Regions from separate parts of the Anas platyrhynchos genome. Here all the other regions are linked to region 2. Evidence: chromatin contacts called from public Hi-C data. All regions are on one chromosome and are shown on one strand. Each heading gives the region's core, a stretch centred on a gene start, on an enhancer-like site or on the middle of the called end of the contact. The rest is flanking DNA. Distances are from core to core; before and after follow the strand shown.

Region 1 (4,268 bases), core at 653-3,152, 110 kb before region 2:
TTGTCATGGGTTAAGGAAATCCTGAATGAATTCCCAATGGTTTAAAAGCACATGTGCAAACTGTTGTGCACATCTTCTACTGAGGTTTAAGTTGAAGTGCTTTGTCTTATATTGGCTATGAGCTAAGGGCATTCACACAGCTAGTCATCAAAGCTCATATGCTGTAAATTGTTAGACCGCTGCTGTGTCTCAGCACTCAGCTTCTGACAATTAGGAGAGAAAATATGCTCATGTCTACCTGAAATGTACACATATTGACTTCACATATTACCACCACAAATCTCATAAAGTAGCTGTCATTGGGAATTACAATCAAATGGGGTGTTTCTTGTAGTAAAAGTAATGCTTGTAAGGCAAAAAAAAGATCGTTTCTTAAGCCACACCTTTCAAATCAATTGACTTTTATTAAAATCAAGGGAAAGTGATATGTCACGAAGAAGAAATGTAGACAATGGTTGCAGAAAAACAGCAAGACTGCTGAAAAGCAAGAAAAGAGACAAGTGTAGGCTTTCATTATGATTATTCGACATACCAATGGGGTCATACATATGTCAACATGAGAGTCATGGGTCTTGGGTTTTTCTCTGTTTGTAGCCTTCCTGATCAGACTGAAACTTGAATACCCATACAGATCAACTCTTCACATTTCAGAATGGATGCTGAAAAATTAGAGAAGATATTGGAAGGAATAAAAAATTGCCAAAGTCAGAGATATATTCCTTACACTGACAACCGTAATGGGCTCAAGCGGTTTAGCTAATCAAAAAGTAGACTGGAAAAATATGTTTGAGTTTCTACCAACTACTATAAAAAAAAAAAAAAAAAAGAAAGAAAAAAGTCAGAACTAAGGCAGAACTGCAGATAAAGGCAGACATATGCAAATTAGAAATCAGTAATAAAATTTTAACTGGAAGGGCAATTAGTCTTTGGAACAACTTGCCAAGGAAAGTTATGGATTATTCACCTCAATCTTTCTTGAAGGACTTCTTTTTCCCAGTGAACTCAGTATGAGGATAATGGTAAAATCCATCAGAAAATAGTCTGAATCTTTTTCTGCTGAAACTTTATGAATGTGTGATGGAGAGAAGCTGAAAGTGCGAGCCAAAGATGAGCATTTGCAGCTAAGCAGGTCACACCAGGCCACTGGCAGTGGAATGGTGATGTTATTTCTCCAGCAGTTTTCCAATGCGAACAAACAGCTGAGATTATCTCATACTGCTCCATCCCCTCCAATGATCCACACTTGCCTTGGCCAGCCTCTTGGGTCCCAGATGCTGGTTGCTGTTAAGAGGGAATATGTATAACCCACTGAGTCAGCTTTGTAGGGCTAGCGAGAGACTGCATATCACAATCCAGGGATTGCCGAATGACTGCTTTGGGACAATAAACTGCTGAAGAGGAGATTTAGGCTTTTGGAAAAACTTAGCTTCTTGCCAAAAATGATAAACCCAACAGAAAGAGCAAGGGATGCTTTATGTGGGGACAGGCAAACTTCAGCGTCCACTACAGGTATTTTGCTCAAATCTGAATTACTGGTGCTTAAGATGCTGCAGGTTTGCAGGCAGAGCTCTGCAATCAGCTTGAAGCCACCTGAAACCATGAACAGGATAAATGCCAGGCACGCCAGTGGGTGGGAAGGGAACACTGAGCTAGGCCAGAGGGCACTGCCAGGGGAACCAGGGCAGCCCTCACAGCAGAGGACACCACTGGCCCTTGTGAGAATTGCTCAGCAGCCCCTCGCCTGCTCCTGCAGGGCCTGGAGCCACCGTGTCAGATGCCTGGGTGTAGCTGAAGCTACAGGAGATGTGGGGCGATGGCAGGGCCAGGCGAGGGGCGATGGCGGGCGAGCTGGGCGCTGTGCAGCGCTGTGCAGGGTTCCCAGGCCCAGCAGATGGCACTCACATTGCACGATCCCGCCGCCCGCCGTCCTGCGCCATGGGACAAATCCCACAGAAATCCCCATCGCCCTGCCTGGCCCTGGCCAGCAAAGCACCCTGGTCTCCGCTGGGACTGCGAGCGAGCCAGCCTGTCCTTCAGTCCTTTTCATCCCCCTGTGCAGAGAACCACGGCTGTTTGCAGCTTTACCTGGGTTATCGACTCTCTTGCAGGCATCCCGGCTCTTGCAGCAGCTGCTGAAATATCGGTCTCTGCACTCAGAAATATCAGTCTCTGCACTCAGAGCCCCACAGGACAGCCTGAGCTACACCCACGGCTGCAACACCCGGGTGTAGGTATGGCCAACCTGGCTGGAAAGGCTCCAGGATGGTTGTCTGAAGGGAGGACCCCCCCCCATCTTGGTTGAAAATGTTGTTTTTTCACTGGCTGTTTTGCAGTTTTCCTTCTGGGAATAGGGAACACACCTTCAGGGCTTTGGACACCCCACCTACCTTCACAAAAGGTGTGCCCAGGGCTTCAGCCACCTTCCATGCTGCAGAGGAGGAGGCTGAAGAGCAACACTAGGGGTGGTGGAGTGTTTCAGGCTTCAAAAGCAAGCTGATAAAGTCACTTCTATCCCACATCAACAAAAAACATTCTTCAATTACAGCTATCTTTAGCTTTATTTTACCTTCAACCAATCCCTCGTGGGACAAAGAAACAGGGTCCTCAGAAGATAATAATCTTCCCATGCAGGTAACAGTGAAGCAGGCAGTCTGTGTTTTCTCCTTTTTGTGGCAGCAAAAGTGTAGAAGGAAAGGGGTATAAGGGTCCTGAAGTCACACAGTCCCCTATGAGCACAGGGGCAGGCATAAATGACAATCCCAACAGTTAGGGTAACCTCTTGGGTGCTTACTTTCCAGTCTGTGCCCCATCTACCTATTGGCCTTTTCTCACCGCTAAATGACATCTGCCCAGGTGTCCACAGTATGGCCAATTAGTTTCATTTCTATGCATCCATGCTTTTTTTTCTTTCTTTTTTTTTTTTTTTTTAATTCCAACCTGATGCTTCTGCAAGCATCTGCAACACTACCTCATTATCCTCTGATCAGTTCCCATTTCCCCCAAATGGAGTTCCTCCAAAGAACTATAAAAGGTGTGGCAATACCTAGATTGATGGTTCCTTGAGATGAGTTGCCAGTCACACTGTCCAGTGTTTTCTTTTTGTTTCCTTGCACTCCCCATCTGTCTGGACCCATCTGTTTTCTGTTGTCTGAAATTTGAGTAATAAGTTCTTTGGGACAACAATATTTTAGACATATCCTTATCCCATGTTCTTAGACTTGGAGTTGTGGTCCCTGAGCAGCATTTTTGGGGCTACAGTAATAAAAATGGTTGTTATTAATACTATGCTACTCCATAGTGTAAGTTTGCCTGATGCTTCTAATTATAAATCCCTATTCTAGTTATTTATAACTTTGTAAAATTTTATGCTGGGTGTCTGCCGCTGCTTAAATTTTTTTTGGAAAGTTTCAGCAAAAATGGTTATGCTATTTCCCAGAAAAAAGATTATGAAAAAAAGACATTGTTTTGCCAATGTTAATGAATTGGTTGTAAGAATTCTTTTTTGGAAATGCTAGCTTCTCCATGCTTTGACTTGAAGGTTGGCAGGCTGAAGGCATCCTGGTGCCAGACACATAAGCATTTGCCCATATTTGGGTGGGTTTTAAGCCCTATTCATTATTAGTATGGTAGACTTTGGCAGATAAATTATTCAAAATTCCTGTCTGTCCTGAGCATGTGCTACCTTTTGCATGCCAAATGCATTATCTTGAGCTTTCTGCAGCCTTACCAACCAAGGGTTTAATTGCTGATGCTTTTAAAAGTAGCATCAAGCTGGCACATGACTTGCATCCTAGCCTACACACTGCCAGATCAACAGAGAGCAAGAAACCATTTAACTTGAATCTGGGCAAAAGAAGACCAAGGTCTTAGATGTGTGGACAGAGAGAACCGAGAAGCCAAGCTGAAAAAACATGGAAGCTGGTGGATTTTGTCAAGAAGAAAATAGGAGAGAGAAACTGGTTGAACAAGGAGACATGAACCTAAAATTGGTAAAGAAGAACAAGGGCAACATGAAAAAAAAAAACAAACAAACAAAAAAACAAAACAAAACAAAAAAAAAAAAAACAAAACGAGATCGGCAAGATCAGGGTAGAACAAAGTCAGGGATGAAGAAACCCGTATTTTCTAGATGAAAAGCCACAAGGAAGAATGAAGGTAAGGACATAGATCTTGTGATCTAAAGTGACCTTTAGACACTGTTAGGATGAAGAGTTAATTAAAAAAGAGAATAAATTGGATGAGAAGTTAATCTGGAAGAAGAAAAAATG
Region 2 (3,818 bases), core at 30-2,529:
AGTTTCCCATAGCAATTCAGATGGAAAGCATTTCCTTACTATTATTGCTGACAAATGATGTTTATAAACTCTATGACTTTGGCTGGCTCCTCAAAATAGCATTTACTGTGGTCTCCAGTATAGCTGTCCATCTCTCAGCTTTAATTGCGCTTACGCAATTCCACTCCTGGAAAATCTAAAACTCTCTCAGAAACCAGATATGCTGCTATCCACATTTTCTTCCGAAAATATAAAGTGCCTTACCACATCCTATAGACTGTTCAAACCTACAACTAAGCTTCCCTCTTAGCACCTCACATTTGATCTGAAGAGCCCTTTATAATCAACACATAATTCTATTTTGTCATGAATTTTAGCCTTCATGTATTTTAGCACATGTTAAGTTTCTGATGTTTATCAGCCTGAGTTATAAAGCATATATGTGGGCACTTAAATACAAATTCAGAAGATATCAGGTCTGTATTTCTTATTCATGTTGGTTTGATTCCTCACCCAAATCACCGTAACCCATGGGTCTTTGAGATCACATCATAATGGCAAGGGATCAGGTGGAGAAGCTTAAATTGGGACAGATCAAGTGAAAGATGAATCAGAAACAATTTAAATTATTTCTGTGTTATTAAAGACACAATATATGTCCCATCTGTGCACAAAGGCCCACACTTCCAAGTAATCCAGATAAGCGGAGCTTCACAGAACCAAGTGAGGGTCTGAGTGTGGCTCATGCAATGCAGTAGAAGTGGGTATTTCTAGTGAAGACAATATCTCCTTATAAGTGGAAAGCAGAAAAGTGAGCAGATAATCCAATTTATTCCTGAAGATTCTTTCCATTTCACCCGGGAAGGTGACTGGGGCCCTGCTGTCTAACTTGGAGCTGGGTAAAGAAAAGAGTAACCAAGAAATTGTGAGCAAAACACTTCTATTCTCATAATGCAACCTGTGGAGCCTTGCATGTTCCCTGCAGGGCACTTGGAAGAGAGGCTATGGGTGAAGTTACACACTACAGCTGGACTGATCTGTTGGTTTTTTTTCTCCAAAAGGGGAGGCCCAATATCTTTTTCTTCCACCATTCAGACTGCATGATCTTACCTTCACCTTGCACTGGCTCGGCTGTATATTCATCAGAGTCCTCCAGCTTATTAAAAATGTGCACTTTTATTTGCCTTACTGGTATTTCCCTCTTCATTCCAATAATTCATTAAACACAGGGTCAGAAGAGTGCTCAAAATCACCCAAATTGGGACAGAAGTACACAAGTCAGTGCTGAGGTCAGACAGGAGGAGGAAAGACAGGGAAGGGCACATCACGTCAGATCGATTCCAGCCAGATTATATCATTTTACTCCAGGGCAGGACAAGAAATCATGTCCTCACTAATCGCATGCAGCTTGGAAACAAGAACCCCCTCAGCTACGGGAAATTTGCTAAGTGTCTAAAAGACAACGAAAGTGAAATTAGAGGAAATCTTCAGTCTTTCCATTGACGTAACTGTGACATGCTTGTACAATGGAAAGACAAACTGTTTTGGTGTTGGTTATTTATTTATTTATTTGTTTCTTGGAGTCTGCGACTCCCTCTGGTGACCAAACTTCTCAACAGAGAGAGTACGCATCCAAGTGCTGCAAAGGCTCAGAGTCAGTAGGCTGCAGACTGTACATGGTGTGTCCTTTTTTCTGTTCAGACTATCTGATGTAGGAGGAGAACTGTGCTTTAGCCCACCAAAGGCAGAGCTTCTATCAGCTGAAATGGGGGGCATGCCCAGGGATCGTGGAGGAAGGTACCCGGGGCTGTGAAGCATGCTGAGCCTGCAGGCTAAGGGAGCTGAACCTGGGACTGTTGGGAGGGCTCTACTGAGAATAGGCTTTGTCCTTCTTTTTCTTCAGAGGAAGCATTTAATTGATTCACTGTAAAGGAGAGGCTTAAGAAACATTAACATTTATGGAGTATTTTTGGTCAGGAGACAGGAATTGCAGCTGACCTGAGGCCATGGCTTGTCAGAACACCTGGAGAGATGTCTCAGTAAAACCCTGTGTGGAGCCAGGGTGTCTCATCAGAGCTGTGAGTGAAGAGGCTGGTTACTAAGTGTTCCTGGAGAAAAACATGCCTAAACCCTGTTAGAAGACCCCTCCCAGCTTTAGACCCCACACAGCCTGCAGATCTGCTCTCGCCCAGATTAGGGCTGCATCTCCAGATAAGCGTGGCCTCTGCAATCCCTGGGGATTACAGTGTGATTCTCCAAGATCCGGGGTCAGCCCCCGATCGTGAGGCTTGGGGAGCCACTAAACATATGTGAACAATTTAACCTGAAAACTTCCTCCGCTCATGAATACAAACCAGATAAACTGCCAACAAAAGGCTGAGGAAGGAAATATAAATCACCCGAAGGTCAGTAAATTCTTGCTAATTGCATTCTTACCAAATGTAACCTCTCAACATTGCATTGTTCAGTGAAACTTCTAAAGAGGCAGAGATCCTTTCAACTGCCTAAAAATCCTGCTGATTATTAGACCTTCAGCATTTCCCTGAGCTTGTTTATAGGAGAAGAAAGGACTGGGCTTTCTCTCGCTCAATTACAGTTACAGTTTTCTAATGGCTGCAGAAGCCATTTACTGCTTATCATTTCCTCTTTTGTTCTGTCTTGCACAGTCCCAAGCTGGAAGAGTCTAGCATCTTATTGTTTCATGTATTAACTTAAATATTCTGATAATTTAAATCTGTCACACAGAAGAAGTGAATCAGCTTGCAGGAATATGAACAGGTAGAGAAATGGCTATGCTTCAGCTACTGGCTCCCAGTGCTTCATCCACAACCATATCAGGCATATGAGGTCAGGATCAGATTTTATTTATTTCTGTAAGACAATTCATGTAGCATAAAGCACAGTGGTACAAAAATTCAAAAACTCACTCCAGAACACAACCAGAAGTTAGATTTCCCTTTCTGTCAGACTACAAAAGAAGTGGCTGGTACAGGGGGATGCCCCATCTATATGAGGTCCCAGAAGAAAAGGAGAGATGCTTATTATAAATTAGACAGAAAGCCAACTCATCTCCTGTCCAAAACAACCTTTCACACTCCCTCCTACCTCGTTGCAAATCACGGTAACACCACGAGGGGGGAGCATAACTCAAGAGTTCACATTGCTTGCCAAAATTTATGATCACTGCACGCAACAGCTAAAGGCAGGCACAATGGATTTATAATTATAACACCATTTTTCCAAGCACTGGGATCAATCCAGTATTAGATTAACAATGAAAGGGTACAACTAATTAATGCTGTTGGCTTCTACCCTTGCTTTGCAACAGCCTATCCATTCTCAGATGTGATACTGGGAGAAAAGCAGGATTTCCCTTCTCCTCTTGCAGATAGGCAAATTAGCATTATTCTCATTTTCCCAGGTAATGGAAATAAGGCAGGAAATGGTAGGCTGCTTTATGCCAAGATGAAACAGGTGATAGATCTTCCTTCCCTGTCCTTTAGGTTTTTAGATGGTTTGAGCATTAACTGGGACTATACAGGAGATGTTAGCAATAAAAGTTGAGACACCTCCTAATTCCTCAAAATCTCCAGAACAAACTTTCCCATACCTTTTATTTTTTTCACCTGTCGGCTCTGAGCCATGAGTCTAATGCCCCATACACTAGCTTCATCTCTGGCAGCCCCACCTGTCCAAAGTCTGAGAAAAACCCACTGCATCTTTTAGTGGCTCTAAATGTTGTAACTGAGATTGGAAGAAAATACCTCTGGGGAGTAATCACAGCTTCTCTGCTGGTCTATTGACTTTCTTTCCAGGATTCTATTTCTAAGATTAAGTGC
Region 3 (4,322 bases), core at 478-2,977, 100 kb after region 2:
AAATATACGTGTGGAAGCAGAACCATGACTCAAGTGAGCAATGAAGACCATGAGACAAGAAGCTGCAGAGCAAGCCACTGCTTCTCTCAGGGCATTTGGTGTGAAGAAGGGAAAAAAGAAAAAGGTTCTGCTGTAACATTTGGGCCTGGCTGAAGTGGGAGAGGAGAAAAAAGGCAAGAGCATAGTTTTGAGAGAGACAGAGTCTCAACCAACCCAGCTGCAGTTGCAGATCAAGTTCTTTGTGGTATCTTCACTCTCATTTAAGGTTACTTGGAGTTTTTGTTCCTGGAAAGAACTGATACGTTGTCGACTTAATTCACATTTGTTCAGCATTTGAAAGTCTCCTTCTAAAAGGACTCAATTCAAATGCAAGTGCTGAGCTTTACCCAGTTTTTCAACATTTCCAAATGTTTTCCATATTGACCACGAGGGGGAGGCAGTTGAAAAACTATTACACACACTACTTAGAACTCTGTTTTTAGTGAAAAAAGGGACATCTGCAAAAAGAGTGTAGGCAATTTGTCTTCAAGCTTGGAGGAAATATTAATCTTTTCACAGTTGTTATCGACTCATATCCTTTTAAGATTTCTTGTTTAATGTTAATAATTGCAGTTAGGATGAAAGTCAACATTTTCCAGAGGAAGGAAATCTGCTAAATGAAACAATGCTCTTGCTTCTGTATAACGAGTGAAATAACAAAAACAGTTCCTCCAAAATTTAAATCAACCAAAAAACCTTTACTGCATGCTTAACATGAAGTAGATCAAAGGAAAAATCTTTCTAAATTTCAGTTGTGTTTTGATGCACATTGAACCCCAAAATATATACTCGTACTAAAAAAATATTCTTTGTTATAGAATGTTCAACACACTCCAGAACTTTTTTCCCAACACGATTATTTCTCTTTTGTATGTCTGAAAGAATTTTTTTAAGACATGACTACCACATCATGAAAAATGTCAGAGCAGTAACTAAGGTTGCCAAAAACCTTCCATTGCCCACAGCACTAGCAAACAAGAGAGAAAAGGCCCAGTGAAACAGAGGGTTCAACTGCCTTCCCCATGGTCATCAGCAGATCAGTGGCAGAGTCAAGAATACAAAGTACTAGCAAGATATCTCTTGGAAGTCATCTATTTTTTTAAGTGATGAAAATAAAAGGAGGTTTCTCTCTTAGTCTACCTCTCCAGTGACTGTGCTTCAAGAAGCCCTGGAGCACTCAAAGTTCAAGGTCAATGTGGATGCGGAGCTATGAAAAGCAGCTAGGGAACCCTTGGGAATACTAATTATGAGCATATGAGAAACAGTCTTCTCCCCTCTGTGAGACACCAGTTTGTCAAAGATTGTCATTCAATAGCAAGCCTGCAGAATAGGCCACCTTTGAAAGCTATAATGAATAACCTCGAAAGAAACCTTTATAAAATCTTAAACATGCACAAGATACTAGCCAAGGGCTTAATAAAACACACAAGCCCCACATGCAAAAAAAAACAGACAAAACAAACAGAAACCTATGGCAACTCCAAACATAACAAGATGGACCTCATAAGGAGGAATTAACAGTAAATCTCTCAATAACTTGCCTTTCGTGGCCAGAGGTCTGCTATCTCCCCAGGGTATGGAGCACAGAGAAACCAAATTAAACTGTGGTTATCTGAAGTCTCTGGTGAGATTCACTTCGTCCCACGTCAGAGTTCAGTGGGTAGCTCCAGCCCAGGACTGGGAGTCAGAAAGTCTGCGTTCGGTTCCCAGTTCTGCCACAGGCTTGCTGTGTAGCACTGGTTGACTTACTCAGCCTTTGTTTGCCTCAGTTTCCATGGCTTAAAAAAAAAGTGAGGGATTGCAACAGGGCTGCAATGCAGGACGATGCTGCAGAGCCAAGAGCAGGGCTGCTTGCACAGCCACCAGGTCATGGGGGGTAACCACTGTCCAATGTGGGAGCTTCTAGATGTTCACCGTCACACATTTTTGAGTTCTTGAGATTCCTGGCAGGGAAGAATGGCTTACAGATCATCCCCACTCTACAGCTAGCAGATGAAGTGACCGCTGGAAGATGTGGCACTTCTTAAGTGCAGGAGGTTCACATGCCTGTGTGCTGAGCAGTGTGGTGAAGGGAGGCCGCAGCACCCTGTCCCTGAAGCTCAGGGCTGTACTGCACAGCGCGGTGCTAACAGTGCCAGGCCAAGTGGGCTGTGCTCCCTCAGTACCCCACAGAGCTGCCTGCCCATGTTTGCCACCTATTAGCGACCCTGAGCTGCTCAAGCCACAGCTGTAGTAGCAGCCTGCTGAGCCACGGGGAACTAGAACAATATCGTATGGCAGCTGGGAAGGGGAACAACCGTGCAACCTTTGTAACGTGCTACCACTGGAAAGGTATCTTCACCCCTGCAGTTATGTGACGCCGCATGCAGCACAGCCAACACCAGCCAATGTACATTTTATGCCCCCTGCGATCCGTGCAGTTTGCAGATGGTGTCTTGTGGCCTGGGGTAAACTCAATTTCATAGAAAAGAACTCCTGGAAGAAATTCTTAGACCTTAGTGCAAGCCTATTAATGTCACTTGGCAGGGTCTTGTGCCATTAGGCACCGTAGCTTCCCGTATTTCCATGAAATGAAAATCCCTCACCCAGCCGGATTTCGGATGGAGAGGTTCATGTAACCACACAGAAAGGAATGTGCAGGAAGCCTGTGGGGAAGGGAAAGCTTCAGCCAAGGGCAGAGGGCATGCAGATGGCACGTAAGAACAAGGGACAACAGTGAGCTAGAGCCTGGCACAACACAGGGACTTATCCTGATTGAACTTTACTTCAAAGCACATTGTGGAAAGTCAACAGAGCCTCTCTAATGCACAGGAGATCAGGGAACCAGCCTGAAAAAATGATTGGCACGAAAGGAAACACCTATAGTAAAAATGAAATCAATTTAATAAATAATAATAATAAACAATAGCATTTCATATTCAAGCCTTCCCAAACTAGGAATGCCACAGATAATGCTGTATGGGTGAGATGTAATCCAGACAGGCTCCCTAATCATTCTCACTTCTTATATGCTTTGAGCTGAATCTTGATGTTACAATCTCCATGGGAGAAAGCAACCAGGAACTTGCATTGTACCTGCAAACTGTGGTCAAAACAACTACTGTGAACCCCAAGAAACCCTCTTGGAGGATATTGGCTGCACTGGGTATAACAGAGGTGATCCAAAATAGCAACTGGTGGAGGCTGTATGGCAACAAGCCAAGATGACAGGGGCCAAGGCAGTAGGAATTGGTTTTCCCTTGCAGACAGACAGCAAAGCAAGCTATATCCAATCCACGTTATCTCCAAATCCAAACCAATCCACATTATCTCTGAAATAAGGCCAGATCAGCCACACGGAAGATGGAATGGCTGTAGTGGAGATGTGCTTCTTGACTATAGACCAAGTACAAGAGAGGTCAGTGGACACCACAGCCACTTTGAGTGATCATAGGAAAAGGTGGAGCTCTACTAACTCCCAGTTTTATAACTCCAAGGTCTTCACTTCCTACAAAAATCCAGCAGAGTGGAGTTAAAGGAAGTTAACAGCTAGCTCATTTGCAAGGTTCTCCTCATTATCATCAATACAGGACCTGTACATGGATCCTACCTGCCATCAGGTCTGTCAATTCAAAGCACATCTACTTTCTACAACTTCAGGATATGTATTCTCTTACACAAGTATGAAGTTAAGACTTGAATTTGTGCCTCTGGACAAACGAATCACATAAAACAACCTCAGACAGTTTCACTGCATTTAGATAAAGAACATTACTTGCTATGATTGACAGTCATTAACATAGGCAGCGTATGGAGTGCAATCTGTCAGCTTGTACTGTGGGGAGCGCTTTCTTTTACTTGTAACTTCAGCCACATCTTAGCCCTTATGTTCCTGCATAGCCTCTTTTTACCCTCTTGCCTTTTCTTTTATTTGGCATGAGCTATTCTTGGGGCCTGTCTGGGGCCTCTACCTTTACATGGTCGTTTTAAGATGCCTCTGTGTTTCAGATGAAGACGTTGTCTATATTTCATTTCTAGGAATAGAATAGGACAAGAATAGGAGCCTGGGAAGCTAGAAACAATGGAAATATATTAATAAAATATCTCGGTTGTCACAGTAGAAAGGATTCCAAGGACCATGGAAATCTTCACAAACTGCCCTGTAAGCATCGAGGGGATGCTCCACATAAATTACTTTGGCAGCTGAGCCACAAGTGGTGAGGACCAGTCCTCCAGCCTTCAGGGCTCTCTCTGTTGTGTGTCATTTGCAGGTCTGTTTTCCACTGTGTGATTTCATGTTTTTG

Evidence for each region. Hi-C and Micro-C count contacts between places; a contact is called where the count stands out from the background.
Region 1: a Hi-C map of subcutaneous adipose tissue shows a contact between it and region 2, with 2.7 times the contacts expected there. The contact joins two enhancer-like sites. A contact is called at or near these places in 5 of 8 Hi-C or Micro-C datasets (F1 follicle, liver, skeletal muscle and 2 more).
Region 3: a contact with region 2 is called in a Hi-C map of skeletal muscle, with 8 times the contacts expected there. The contact joins two enhancer-like sites. A contact is called at or near these places in 3 of 8 Hi-C or Micro-C datasets (liver, skeletal muscle and subcutaneous adipose tissue).

What each region holds. Positions count from the first base shown.
Region 1 is chr2:13,848,690-13,852,957 of IASCAAS_PekinDuck_T2T, reverse strand. No RefSeq gene overlaps it. Among named protein-coding and RNA genes, the nearest start is that of SAMD12, 53 kb to the left of the region's middle. Within about 2 kb of position 1,902, at least 2 of the 8 cell types and tissues checked have an H3K27ac peak or open chromatin away from gene starts, as enhancers often do. A contact at or near this core is called in subcutaneous adipose tissue, where this site is marked.
Region 2 is chr2:13,736,207-13,740,024 of IASCAAS_PekinDuck_T2T, reverse strand. All of the region lies in intron 1 of COLEC10 (collectin subfamily member 10), which reads left to right. Among named protein-coding and RNA genes, the nearest start is that of COLEC10, 6.4 kb to the left of the region's middle. Within about 2 kb of position 1,279, at least 1 of the 8 cell types and tissues checked has an H3K27ac peak or open chromatin away from gene starts, as enhancers often do. A contact at or near this core is called in subcutaneous adipose tissue, where this site is marked.
Region 3 is chr2:13,632,541-13,636,862 of IASCAAS_PekinDuck_T2T, reverse strand. No RefSeq gene overlaps it. Among named protein-coding and RNA genes, the nearest start is that of CCN3, 15 kb to the left of the region's middle. Within about 2 kb of position 1,727, at least 2 of the 8 cell types and tissues checked have an H3K27ac peak or open chromatin away from gene starts, as enhancers often do.